Linked DNA regions of Mus musculus: region 2 is linked to region 1. A link is a contact called in public Hi-C data. All regions are on one chromosome and are shown on one strand. The core of a region is the stretch at or near the end of the contact, and the rest is flanking DNA. Distances in the headings are between cores, read along the strand shown.

The links. A called contact is a pair of places that touch in the nucleus more often than the background predicts.
Region 2: a contact with region 1 is called in a Hi-C map of cerebral cortex, with 1.9 times the contacts expected there. The contact joins two enhancer-like sites. A contact is called at or near these places in 1 of 15 datasets of contacts at CTCF or cohesin (the NIH/3T3 cell line), 2 of 484 Hi-C or Micro-C datasets (B cells and cerebral cortex), 1 of 115 datasets of contacts at active chromatin or transcription factors (acute myeloid leukemia) and 1 of 9 other capture datasets (adipose tissue).

What each region holds. Positions count from the first base shown.
Region 1 is chr3:136,161,296-136,168,339 of GRCm38.p6, reverse strand. The region is part of intron 7 of Bank1 (B cell scaffold protein with ankyrin repeats 1); the gene reads left to right. Among named protein-coding and RNA genes, the nearest start is that of Bank1, 160 kb to the left of the region's middle. Within about 2 kb of position 2,694, at least 45 of the 459 cell types and tissues checked have an H3K27ac peak or open chromatin away from gene starts, as enhancers often do. A contact at or near this core is called in cerebral cortex, where this site is marked.
Region 2 is chr3:136,829,607-136,836,650 of GRCm38.p6, reverse strand. The region is part of intron 2 of Ppp3ca (protein phosphatase 3, catalytic subunit, alpha isoform); the gene reads right to left. Among named protein-coding and RNA genes, the nearest start is that of 1700006H20Rik, 120 kb to the left of the region's middle. Within about 2 kb of position 2,565, at least 104 of the 459 cell types and tissues checked have an H3K27ac peak or open chromatin away from gene starts, as enhancers often do. A contact at or near this core is called in cerebral cortex, where this site is marked.

The sequences.
Region 1 (7,044 bases), core at 1,445-3,944:
CTGGAGGACTCTGTAGGCAGAAGATGGGATCAAATGACTTTCACTTTTCCTCAGCATTCTGTCCTGTATTTCCATGGAAACCGGGCACATAGTTTTGATTCGGGTCATCCTCTCCGCCCACAGAACCTTTCAGCTCTCCAGGCAATTGTAAAAGTATCTTCTTTTCTGGTTTGTTTTTATTCTTTGTAATTACAGCTGGAGCTCCAGCAGAGACTGAAGTAAATGATCCCCTGCTCCCTTGGAAGTCCTAGAGATCTTCGGGTTTAGGCAAGCTTGGTTATTCCCCCCAAACTAAAAGCACATCAAGTTGTTAACAGACCTTGAATGCAGCACTTGAAGATGCTCTGCAGTCCTGGAGAATAGCCTAGGTAATTCCAAGGGTTCTTCTTGATCCTCTCTGTGAAAGGATGTAAAGTCCTATCAGTACCCATCACTTGCTCTACCTCCATGCCTTGCTCTGCCATCAGTTCACAGAGGAAGCTCAATAGAAGATAAGTAAGATAGCACTCGTCAACATTTCAATCTGGGTGGGGAGATCTTACAAGACCCCACCCTAGATAAAGGGCTGTAGGAAAACAGTGGCAGCTTAGAGAGGAGGAAGTCAGTCTGTCTTCTCCAGAGAAAAGTCCCCAGAGAGGTGATTCAATCCATCTCAAGTGGTACACCCTACACAGACATATAGATGAGAGCAACACTAAGTGGATTCAGAAGGAAATTGTATAGAGAGTTGGAGAAAGCGAGGGAGAGATGTAACTATAATATTTAATAAGTATTCAATTAATTAAATTAAATTAAAAAAATAAAGGTCAAGAACTTGAGAGGGGGACATGGGAAGAGTTAGAAGGAGAGAAGATGGGATTTAATGATGTAAATTGTAGTCACATATGAAATCTTCAATACATTTTTTAAAAGAAAAAAAGAAAAATGCTCGCTTAGTTCCCAGGAAACCAACTGATCGCTTTTTGCACGTTGTCTGTTGTTGTCTTCCAAAGGCCCCTTGTCACATTTTTCTCTTAGTACGACAATACTGCTGGCAAGTCTGTTTTTCCTCATCAGCTATAATCTTCACTATACCAGAAAACAAATTAACCTATAATCTTCACTATATTAGAAAACAGATTAACCAATAGGAGAATGGATGTGCTTTTTTTTTTTTTTTTTTTTTTTTTTTTGGCTTAATTGTCCTCTTAGTAATCAACCCTCCAAAGTTGTGTCAGACAAGCCTTTTTAAGTTGGGTAACATAATGTCCCTGTCTCACTGGTTTATTCTCCCTGCTTCAGTTGGTCTTCAGTGTCTGGAAATTGCAGAGAGTAGAAGAATTACTACTTTGAGATTAGTACTTTTCCAGTAACCAGTTCTTGAGACAGATGTTATTTCTTAAGGTAAACCACGTTCTTGCGATTACTCATGGTCCACTCTGGGATGAAGCCACTGTCGGCAATGTGTAGTCCTTTCTCCGCAGAGTTCTGGTGTGGGAGTCTCCCATGACTCACCTCCTTCAGAGTAGCTGATCCATCATCAAGAAAACACTGTCTGAACTGGACCTGGAAACAAAATAGAAAACTATGTGAACTTTCTGAGGAGTTCAAGATTATGTGGAAACTTTGAAAACTTGCCATTTGGGCTATATGTGCATCTTGTGTTTTTCTTGGTTATTCAGTCTTCCTCTTGAAGCACAAGACTTGAAGCTACAACTCCTTTTTTCAGCGGTGCCTATCTTCACTATCTTCACAATTTTTGTTAGAGGTCAATATTTGTTTCTACTTGACCATTTATTTACTTATTATCTGGCAGGTACTAAATTCAAGTTAATCCTAGAAGCAAAATCTACCTTACAGATTTTAAGGGATACTAAAAGTTGCTAAGAAGTTTCTCAAGGTAAGCTAGTTGATTGAACTGCCAAACTTTAAAAGCAAGCATGATATAGAAATCTGTCCTTGCTTTACTAAGTTCGAATATCCCCTCCAAAAGAGGAATTGAAGTTTATTCATCACTATTTCAGAACTGGGAGGTGGGCCCTTTAAGAAGTGTCTGGGTGGTGCTGAGTCTGTTCTCACAGATCAGTGCCACCACTGCAGGTGTGTATTTTACAAAAAGCGTGAGTTCATTCTGACTCCCCGTGTCTGCCTAGCATAGATGGGCTGCTGCCCATTTGTTAGATTGCTGGTGCCCATGGAACTTTGCAGCACCCAGGACTGTGTGCCCAGTAATCATCCATTGTTTATAAATTATCCAGCCTGTGGCATTCTGTTAGGCTGTGTGAACTGGAATAAGACACTAAGTCATGTTGAGGAAACAGCTACTGCCTTTTCTTGTTGCTTTGCAGCAGGCTGCCCCAGTGATTTGCTTTCTTTCTTCTCTCTCTCTCTCTCTCTCTCTCTCTCTCTCTCTCTCTCTTAAAATAATTCTTGCTGTTTCGGGTAGTTGTATGCCAACCGGGCCCATCTGGTGCTATTTTTCTAGAATATTACAGGACTGCTTTCCTACTCAAAGATAACACTTTCACATGTCCTTAAAGCTTTTCTTGTCTTCATCCTTGCAGTGGTCACTCTACTGTAATCAGTTTGCCACAAGCTGGATTCCAATAAGAAATGGTGGAGGGGGGGATGGAGGATGATAGAAGGATCCGTAGCAGCTGTGTGGATAATGGATACTGACATCAGTCCTGTACACAGGCTCGGCTCAGCAGAGTCCTTCCCATAGCAGGAACTGCCTCGCTGCCAGCCATGGCTGCACTCCAGCACTCTGGTGGCAGACTGCATGGCAATGCAGGTATTTTGGGAAACACTACCATCTCAAATAGCTGAGAGCATACATAACCAAAAGCCCTTGAGAGGACAGTGTGAAAGCTTCTGGTATGTTGATAATTTCACTTTGATGTATAAAACTCACAGATTGTCTTGTGAAATCAACTTTCTGCCAGGAAGTCATAATTACGGAACCAAAGTCAAAGGCACAGTATAGCAGTGAAACCCTGTGTCCAGCTTGAGATGTTTCCTCTCAGCACTGAAGCCTCTTAAGATGCTTCCTAGAGAGTAGATTTCTGATGATACAGGCAAGAACAGTCGATATGTAGAACACTACTAAAATTTGAAAATGTTCAACCATAGCAAGAAAATGCCCACTATGCCAAAGCAAGTTAACAATATTTAGGTGGAACTATACACCTTCAAAGATTAATATCTCATCGGACATGTGTGCAGTATTCCCCCTCATTATCTGTAGGCATGAACAGAAAAGGCAGTCCCAGGAGTGAACTCATCAATGAGGTTCCACATCCAGAGGTTGGAAGTAATGCTTGTTTCTATACAATTGTACAATTTCTTTGATCGAGGCTGAAGGAGCAGAAGTCTTACCTATCAAGAGTAAAGTCTATTAGAAAAGTCACATGATGAAACTGCTTACCTCATTGTAAAGGTAACAAACCAATTCTGGCTTAGGTTACCAGAGATCTGAGGGTCAGGATTCTACCTCATCCTTGTGACACTCAGGTCATTTATCAGTTTATCAGAAAGATCACTACTTTCCCTGAATGAACACATCATTGAGAGTGAGAATTCCACTGCTGACAAATTGACATGAGAAGAGCATGGGGTCTTAGCCATGAGCCAGGTGCTTCCCCCAAGGCCAGGTGTTCCTGCACATAGATGAGGGTGCTCTCTCAAAGGGACCATGGCCTTCCCTCACATAGGCTGGAGGCCTCCTCACATAAGCACATTTGTTATGTCATGTTGTCAGGTGCCTTCTTTTACATGAACTGGGGCATTCCTATGCATTGGCCTTAGTACTTCTCACGGGAATGAGAGTGCTCCCTCACATTGGCCAGAGTGTTCCTTCACAGAGCTTGGATGCTCCCTCACATAGATATGAATGGGGTCCCTAGCTCATGCTATCCCACTCTCAAATGGGTGTAGAAACTCACTACATGGATCCAAGCATAGTCCCTCATAGGAGTTGAGTGTTCCCCATAGGGATGAGAGTATTGCCTCAGAGATCAGGATGCATCTTCAAAGAGGCCATGGTGCTCCCTCATCAGTTCCAAGACAAGTACTCCTCATAGGGGACTTGGTGCCCCTTTGATATGGGTGAAAAGCATAGTGGTCACAACAATTCTAGCCAGATCTAAGGCCTCTACTTCTCATTAAATGATTCTTTCATGAACTAAACTAGAAAGACATGTTTACCTAAACCCAGCAAATAATAGTATTCTAAATACAAATGGAATTCATTAAGTGGCCTCCGAGTACACAGCACCCACACAACTTGTAAGGAAGACACATAAGGAAGTTACAACTTCTCTGTCCTTATTTTTCACTCTAGGTTAAACAGGCTATTTATACAGCCATATACAAGGAAAAACAAAATGACTAGGTACCCAACGAAGCCCAGTGTAGTAAGAACAGGTAACATTTTGTCATTTGTCAAGATTGTTGTGTATCTCTGTGGGATTCTAGCACAGTCTTATGAAGAATAGTTATGCGCAAACAGTCATTGATCTGGTTTTCTCTCTGTTGCTTTGATAAAACACTAATCAAAAGCCGCTTGCTCACAGCCATCCATTGGACAAAGCACATGGTCCCCAATGAAGGAGCTAAAGAAAGTACCCAAGGAGCTGAAGGGGTCTGCAGCCCTATAGGAGGAACAACAATATGAACTAACCAGTACCCCCAGAGCTCCCTGGGACTAAACCACCAATCAAAGAAAACACATGGTGGGATTCATGGCTCTAGCTGCATATGTAGCAGAGGATGACCTCGTTGATCATCAATGGGAGGAGAGGCCCTTGGTCCTGTGAAGGTTCTATGCCCCAGTATAAAGGACTACCAGGGCCAGGAAGTGGGAGTGGGTAGGTTGGTGAGCAGGGGGAGGGAGAGGGGAGCGGGTGTTTTCAGAGGGGAAACTAGGAAAGGGAATAACATTCGAAATGTAAATAAAGAAATATCTAATTAATAAAAGCAGCTTGGGCAGGAAAGGATTTATTTGATCTTGCACACAGATCAGGTCACAGTTCTTAACTTGGGAAAGTCAGGCAAGAAGTCAAGGCAGGCGTGTGGAGGCAGGGAATAAGACAGAGAGCATGGAGAAGTTCTGCTGGCTGTCTAGCTTCTGAAGCTACATTTCTCATGGAGCATTGTTCTCACCTTCCAAGAATGGGAGTGCCCATAGTGGGTTCGGCTGTCCCATATCAATTATCAATCAAGGATATGCTCCATAGTTGTGCCCATTGGCCTGCATAGTGTCAATTCTACCTTTGAGGTTCCTTCTTCAAGGCGTGTCAAGTTGGCAGTCATTTAGTGGACAGTAGAGAATGAACAAGATCCAAGGTGGGCACATGCTAAGATGAGATGTAATGGGGAAGAGAGTCAGACAGAGGAATGAGGAATTCATCTCTACCCATGATGAAAGAAAATGGAGGTAGAATGAAGGCAATGGAGAATCTCTTTAGAATTCTACCCCTCCTTGAGCTCTGTTCATGAATCAACAGCAGTTTGGACAGCATATCTCTATACCATTTACATGGAGCAAGCTTGATAACTCTCCAACTGACCATATATACTGACTAGGGGTAGGAGTCTTTAGCTTGCTCCTTGCCCAACATTTAAAACATCCAGGAAGACAACTTTCTGAAGATTTAAACTACCTGTCACTAATAAAAGTAATTAACTATGTGGTCACTGGTGGCTCTCAAACTTTCACATTTTTTTCTGTTTCTATAGAGAAAATGAATAAATATTGGTCAGATGTTGAAAATATATAAAAGGAAAAATGATTTTCCTTCTAAAATATTTTCCCTAAGTTTTTGGCCCTTTATAAGGATCAAATTTAAAAACAGAAATTGACTGGTAAAATGCCAATAAATACACTAGGTGGATGGTATTCAGACACAAAGCTAAATTCTTCCACGATTAGGCTTGAGTTTCTCATCCGTCATCAATACACAGTGTTTGGTGGTTTTGCTTGGGTGGACATTATATTAAATAAAGCAGTAATGATGGCATCTCCAGACCCTCATGGTGCTGTTCCACCCTGTCATGGCTGCATACTTTAACTTCTTCAACTTCTTCATCTCCCAGAGGTATTAGACTTGTACAGGGACACTGGCATTTGGCTGTCAAGTCAGAAGCAGGGTAATTTCCCCAGTGAGTAAAAGCATCATTGGCCACCAAACCCAGACACTATTGCATATGCCAGAAAGATTTTGCTGAAGGGACCCTGTTATAGCTGTCTCGTATGAGGCTATGCCAGTGCCTGGCAAATACAGAAGTGGATGCTCATAGTAATCTATAAGATGGAACACAGGGCCCCCAATGGAGAAGCTAGAGAAAGCACCCAAGGAGCTGAAGGGGTCTGCAACCCTATAGGTGGAACAACAATATGAACTAACCAGTACCCCCAGAGCTCATATCTCTAGCTGCATTTGTAGCAGAAGATGGCCTAGTCGGCCATCACAGGGAAGAGAGGCCCCTTGGTATTGCAAACTTTATATGCCCCAATACAGGGGAATGCCAGGGCCAAGAAGCGGTAATGGGTGGGTAGGGGAGCAGGGCGGAAAGAGGGTATAGGGAACTTTCGGGATAGCATTTGAAATGTATATAAAGAAAATATCTAATAAAAAACCAAACCAAAACAAAAACATCATCATGGTGGTGACTCTCAGTCAACGTTGAGGGTCTCTACTCTGCTTTGGATCTCCATTATCTGCTAGTTTTCTCTGATCGCATTATGCTTAGTGTCAAAAATGTTTTGAAATAGTTTATTTCTGAGGCAAATATAAAACAAATCAATGTTTGGTTTTTTTTTAAGTGCTGGTTTCTTTTAGGTTAAGAAAAGGAAGCTGATGACTGTAGATAGATTAGAGAATGTAATTTACATGGAATATTTTCTTTGTTAAAGAGAGAAGCTAAATATAGGTCTTTCAGCTTTGTCTGAAATATTGTTACCCTCAGTCTTAGCAGCCTTCTCTAAAATCTATTCATCTGGGTTTCTTAGATTAGGAAGTCATCTCCTCTACTTGAATGTTATGCTCAGATGTCTATTGAACA
Region 2 (7,044 bases), core at 1,316-3,815, 670 kb before region 1:
AAGTCACAAAGCGGTTGCCAGAGAGGAAGAATAGCAGGTCCTCTGGAAGAGGCCACGGAGGGGCTTGGAGGGGACAGCTTGCCCTCCCTGTCTTACTAAGCCACACTTGGTTAAATCCCAATCCAAAGGGTAGAGAGACGCTACTGGAGAGTCTGATGCAGGCCACTGGCCAGACGTGTATATGCAGGTCCCCCGTGCATGAGTCTGCACCGGGCAGATAGTCTTCGAAGAAAGAGTCTGGACTTTTCTCAACACAGAACCTAAACAAAGCATGCGATTGTCCCAGATAAAGGAGCATCCTTGGTAGGGGCTCAGCTACCAGTAGAAACTCAACTAATGTGGGCTTTTATGTTTTTCACAACAGTCATTTCAACAGCACATGTGTGGCTCAAGACTTCTAAAGACATATGACCAGCAAAGCAGACTTGTTTCTTGGGCACGCAGAATATAAAGTTGCAGGCAATCCCTGGCATGTGTTTGTTTAGCTGTGAAAAAAAGTCGCTGAACAAAGAACCAGGTCAACAGAGAGGATGTCAAGACAGCAGCAGATAGAGATCAAGGCAGAACTTAATTAGGGCTTCCAATTAGAAAACTCAACGACAGCTCCTATTAACACTCGCCCGCCCGCCCCGGCATCTGCGCCCCTGGAAGCACTGGGGCTTATCTTGCTGGGATTAAGGAGTTTTCGATGACCTGGTGGGCTTCAGTTAACAGAGACTGGCCTCAAGACAAACAACTCTCAGGACTACAGTCTTGGGAAGTAGTGTGTTCTGAGGTTCACTTCCTGCTGGTATTTACCACGGCCAGCTTACCAACACGGGCCATTTCCAATGCAAGAACAGACATGCCTATATGCACAGCCTTGTCTGCTGCTCTTCAATACAATCGCTGGCTAACACTCATGGCCACATATTAAAAAAAAAAAAAAAAAAAAAGAAAAGAAAAGAAAAGAAAAGAAAAATAAACGTGTTACAACAAACTTGGTTTTAAAACTTATGACATGTATGTATGTTATTTCTATCATGAATGACGTGTGCCCGCCTCCCCATTTTAAAGGAAAGAGTCTCTCTTCTCTCCTTGGCAAATTATTTCTTAGCTTGACTATTTCATGAAATCTGAATGGTCCTATAAAAATATCAGTCTATAGAAAAAGCATCTGCTGGACTTCGGATGTGGTTCAGTAAGTAACGTGCTAACAGCCAGCACAGCGTCTCCAGCACCCACGGAAGTGCTGGGTAACATGGTACTTGTCTCTGTCCCAGAGCTGGGGAGACATAGGGAGGAGAATGCCTGCCAGCTAAGCAGAATCAATGTGGCCCAGACTCAGTGAGAGACCCTGAGTAGTGAAAACAGAGTAATGACAGTTAACAGCAATTGAGCTAGACACTCAGAGTTGACCTCTGGCCTGACACACAGATATACAGAACACAGGCACGTCCAAGTGTCACACACACACACACACACACACACACACACACACAGGTAAAGACACACAGAGACACACATACAGAGACATACATAGAAATGTATACAAATACACACATACAGATATATGCACAAATACACAGACACATATAGAGACACACATAGATAGACATACACACACACACACACACACACACACCATACACCCCCCCAAAAAAAGGAAATAAGTGTTTGTTTTTTCTGAACAGAGTCTCTCAGTGAGTAGCTGTCTTATTCTATGCACAACTTTCCTCACAGATCTACTCCTAGGTTTAATTAATTGTCTTTAGGTTTCCCAGCAAAGATAATGTTTAAAGCACATCTAAAAAGTATAGGACCTTCTAGTAGTGACACACATCCCATCATCTTCTATCCGAGACAACATGGAGCTCTGTAATTTAGAAGCCTACCTCGGAGTTGCCTGATTCCCAGGGCTCCTACCTTTACCCTTTCCTTGGCCCCCGTGGAAGAACGCCTGTGGACCCGAGTTCCTCCAGTTTGTGAATTTTGAACACACACTGGGTTTCATTTCTCCTACTCGGCATGGACTTTCACCAACGCAAGTCTGCTCAGCACCTACTCACTCCCTCAAGAAATAATGTAAGATCCAACCCGGCTTGCTATACTAAAACTGCGAAGGAAGGAAAGCACACCGCTCTTATCTTAGGAAGAGTAAACCTCCCTTTCTTTTCGGGGTACCTAGAATCGAGCCTGCTGTGTTTTACTAGGTGTATATACTCTAAAGAAATGCTTGATTAATAAAATAAAGCTGTTTTAAAAGGACACAGACACCAATTAAAGTCTGCTCATATACTGAAATTGCAGGACCGCCCCCCGCCCCCCCCCCCCCCCCCCGCCCTTACCCTGCCCCCAACTCCCCCTCTCCCCCACTAACTTCCGGAGACTTTTCTCTCTGCACTCCAGGCCACACACAGGAGCAGCAAATGGCCTTCCTGCTTTTACTGCCTGGTGCATCCCTCTCTCTCCTCAGAGGAGAAAGCAAGCCCTTTGGGGATGAGGGAGAAGCGATGTCTGGAGAGTGCTTAGCCTTTCTGCCTCAGTGTTTGTTCAGCCATGAGCTACAGCGCCTCTCTCCTGGGAGCTGGTCCATTTGGCCACAGGCTTCTGTGAGAAGGGACATTCGCATGAGTAACACAGGGAAATGCCAAGCACCAGTGACTCCGTTGTTGTTAAGTTCCCAGTCTGAGAAGCACAGAGAACTATCTCCTGCTCTAAATGCCTCCTCAGCACTTCAGGGCAGAAAGGAGATGGGGTTTTATTCTAACCTGAAATAGACATCATTTTCAAAGCAGGAAATGCCTTTTAAATGCAGAAAATCCTAAATATCTTCAAACTCATCGCAAAGCAGCTATAACATCCCCCGAGACAAGAATGGTGGATGCCAGTTCCGGGGAACACTTCCCCGGGATGACTACAGTTTTTGCTCTCATGACTGCACTATCACTGGGTCTTCAGCCCCCATCATTAAAGGCAATTAGATATGAAAACTCTTCTCAGGTCACCGAGCTCCGGGGGATGAGAATGAGAGCGCACAGCCAGCCAATGTGAATCAAGCATTGCTCTGATCCAATCGCAGCTCTCTTGGCACAACAGGAAACCTGCCCTAAAGCAAAAAGGTATCAACGATGGGCAGTCCTGGAATATGTGGAGAGCCTTTGAGCGTTCTCTGGGCCCTAATTCAATTACCTTTCGTGTCAATAAACACCAATAATGGGAGCAGTGTCACTCTCTTATGTAAGTGTCTGGCACACCCCTCAACTCACAGAACACCCCCATGTTTCCACAGGTCAAGCCTACAGAGGCCGAGTACAGACACCAGAGGTTCCCAACCAAAAGCTATTGGAGAGAAACTCAGCAAAAAGACATAAATAGAGGAAAATATATACTCCAGGGACACGGAACAAACCAATTTCCATATGCAAAATGTTCTTGAAGGAAAGAATAGGAGACTGGTGGGTATGGGCCAGTCTGTGGGAGGCCACAAGCTAGCTGCATTAAGTCCTTTAGCTGATGTCTAAAACTAAGGGTGAGTCACCGCAGATTTTTAAATAAGGGAGGAGACATGCAAAAAATGGCATTTTAGCAGAATTAATCTAGCAGATCTTTTAAAAATAGGAATTAGAAAAGAGACAAATGACACGCAAAGGAGGCAGGGAATGCCAGAGCCCCTCAGCAATCCCAGATTTAGTGAGCACAGTTTCAATTTTTCCCAAGCCATCTCCAAATGTTCTCCTTCTCAATTTTCTGGGGCACAGAGTTAAGAGGTCGGTCTGGGAAAGCAAGCTGTTAGGGCTCCATGCTTCTGTTTCCAGAAGTCGGCTATTTTCTTCTAGACAAAGGTCCTGGTCTCAGTCTTGGGCACATTTAATGATGAAAAAAGGTTTCTTTATGCAAAGTATCCCCAAGAAAATTGCAACCACAGGTGCACACACAAATGGGAAAGTATGGGACAGTGAGGAGCTGTCAGTCTGAACATTCAAGTTCCCCACATGAGTTCTGTGGGAGTGCCAGGGCTTTGGGTACCTTCTACACTTCAGGGATCTGTCAGGAAGAAGGAAACAGAAATAATAAGTAGAAAATAGATACCAACAGATGTCAGAAACAATGAAGGAAAGAATCAGGGGCCATCTAGAGATGTAGAATGAGAAAGAATGAAATACAAGTTTCCAGCGCAGGAATATGAGTATGCCTTAAAGAGCAGTGAGAAACCCTACAGGGCCCACAACACAGGGGCAGAGCCTGGCTACTCACAACCTTGGCTAGGCTGTCTTCACTAAGCTTGGGATCTTCTGAAGCCTTTTTATGGAGAGCTGGCCAGCTAGGCTTTCCCGCCAATACTCTTCACCACTGCTGTTTCTAACTTCGCAGACTTGGGTACCTAATTACAGAGTTTCCTAGTGCAGTTGTTTCCTTCTGCCTTATTTGAGAAAATGTTCTATGAATCCTGAATGGGTTCCCTGAGCAGCATACAAAAATCACAAAAATCCCAGGTCTGCAGCTTTTAGAAAGATCTGACTCCAATTGTTCCCATTGGCTACAAGTGGTTAAATGTCATTGCATTGACATGATTGATGTCCTGATGCTATGAATGGTGACTGAGAGACAAAGGCCAGTGGTTAGAAAACAAACACCCCCCCCCCCAAAAAAAACCCCAAAACCCTTTACTGACAATTTTTGTCTTTATTTTGCAGGAAGAGCATCAGAGTGATCAAAGCTCCGTGAAATTATCAAAGTCCTATAATCACTGGAGAGATGAGAGAAAAAAATCAGCCCCCAGAAACAGCCTTCAATCCAGAAATGTACAGTGGCAAAGAGTGATTATCTGCCGGCCCCTGGCCAACCCTGATGGCTCACCAGCCACATCTGTATTCACCCAACAGCAGCAGCAAACTCCAGGGAAGAGCAGCAGGAGGCAGGAGAATGTGTTATAGGAAAACAGCTTTCAGGGTCTCCAGGGTGGGAGGCTGGGGAAGACAGGATGCTGGCTGCAGCAGCCCTGTGCAGCAAGAAAAACAGAACTGGAGAAAGGGGGGCCTCAAAATGTTCTTGAACTTCAGATAGAAAACAAAACAAAACTGACTGTCAAAGGGGCTTTAGTTTCAGATTTGGTGGTAGGGCTTGGGCCTATGCATGGTACCTGATTTCAACTTCTAAAGAAACACACAGAGAGTAGCTAAAACTTGGTACTGGAAGGGGGACAGAGAGGGGGAGAAGGGCTTTGATGATGTCAGTTATGGGTGAGTTTTGTTGTGCTTATCAGATCTGGTGTCTGACAAACAATACACTTAAGATTCTGATAACTCTTAACAGTCCATGGGCAAATTTTGAAACATGTATGGCCTATGAGTAGATTTCCATTAGTCAAACATTGCCTGGTGGAACTTGTTAATGCAAGGTTGAATGCAGTTGGCCAAGCATTTTGATGAGTGAGGTTAACTCCTACCTCAGTAACACAGAGGGCTTGAAAACCGTATCATTTTATTGAATCTTGACTCGTGATAGTTCATTTTATGAATGGCAAAAACTAAGGCTCCAAAAGTGTAAGCGACTTAAGCCATGATTAAGGCAGTTGGCTTAGCTCCCTCTGAGCTTCAGCTGTTCTAAGCCTCACGGGCCCCCAAGGCAGGTGTTACTGTTATCTCCCCTCTCCCGGTAAGAAACTGAGTCCCAGAGAGTTTTAGGAAAATGGCCCAAATCCTCAAAAGTTAAACCATTCAGCCTAGATGTGAGCCAATTCGATCCTGGCAGCTTGAACGAAGGCCCCAAAGGGAACTCCTTAGTAGGGGAAACGTGGCCAGATAGGCCTTTCAGATGCCAGGATTTCTCAGAGAGTCACACTGATCGAACAAAACAGGCTGCCCTGAGCTCTCCTGCGTGTGTGTGTGTGTGTGTGTGTGTGTGTGTGTGTGTGTGTGTGTGTGTGTATGTGTGTGTTCACCCCTGACGCATTGCGCCAAACCCTCCCTTCCAGTGCCACCCTAAGATAAAAACAATAGTGGCCAACCCCTACCCTGAGCTCTCAGTGTGTGGTGTATGTGTGTGTGTGTGTGTGTGTGTGTGTGTGTGTGTGTGTGTGTGCGTGTGCGTGTGTGTGTGTGTGTGTGTGTGTGTTCACCCCTGACGCATTGCGCCAAACCCTTCCAGTGCCACCCTAAGATAGAAACAATAGTGGCCAACCCCTACCCTGAGCTCTCAGTGTGTGGTGTATGTGTGTGTGTGTGTGTGTGTGTGTGTTCACCATCTGACTGACCACAACAGCTATCCAATGCCACTCTAGGATATATGGACAGTGGCTAGGTACTGATTTCACTTGAATCTGAGAAAATCAGTGAAGATTTTATAGTAATCCATTCTATCTTCCCCAAAAGAAACAAGTTCAAACATACAACTGTCTTTGACTTTAGTTTTTCTGACTGAGTAAAGTGGCCTGGCCTTGTGAGGCTAAGAACACATCTCTGTTTAATGGTGGTTAATAATGATCTAATGAAAAGCTGTATTGTTTCTGAAGTACAAATTGATACAGAGATGCTCAAGATGGTCCTAGTTTTAAAATTATTTTTGCTCAATGTGCTGTGCCGTCACTATTTTAAAAACCCTCGGAACAGTCTTATGACAGTACCGTGTAACTCCTGAAAGAAAATGCACATTTATGGATGTAGGGCTAATTCTAAAATAGGGACGAGCCAGGACTGCCTCTTTCTGCTTGCTCCAGATACCTGAATTATATACATCAAAAACCAGCTGTACACAGAAACGGGGCCACTGCTAGGGGCAGTATTATTCTTAGAGTGACAAAAACTGGAGCTATTCATAAACTATTCCGTGTGATTCCAATAAAAATACCAATGTGTGCATTGCTGGAAGATATGATAAGGTGACAGTCATTCCGGGAAAGGAGAGAAGGAAAATGTCACAGGAAAGACAAAGTCAAAATGTATTTTGCTACGTGCCCGCTCCACTCCACACCCTAATTGAAACCACACTGCCACAGAACTTTAGAGCGTGGCAAGTTCAAACTTCAGCAATGCCTAGGATGATGAAGTGCCTAACGAAATCCTG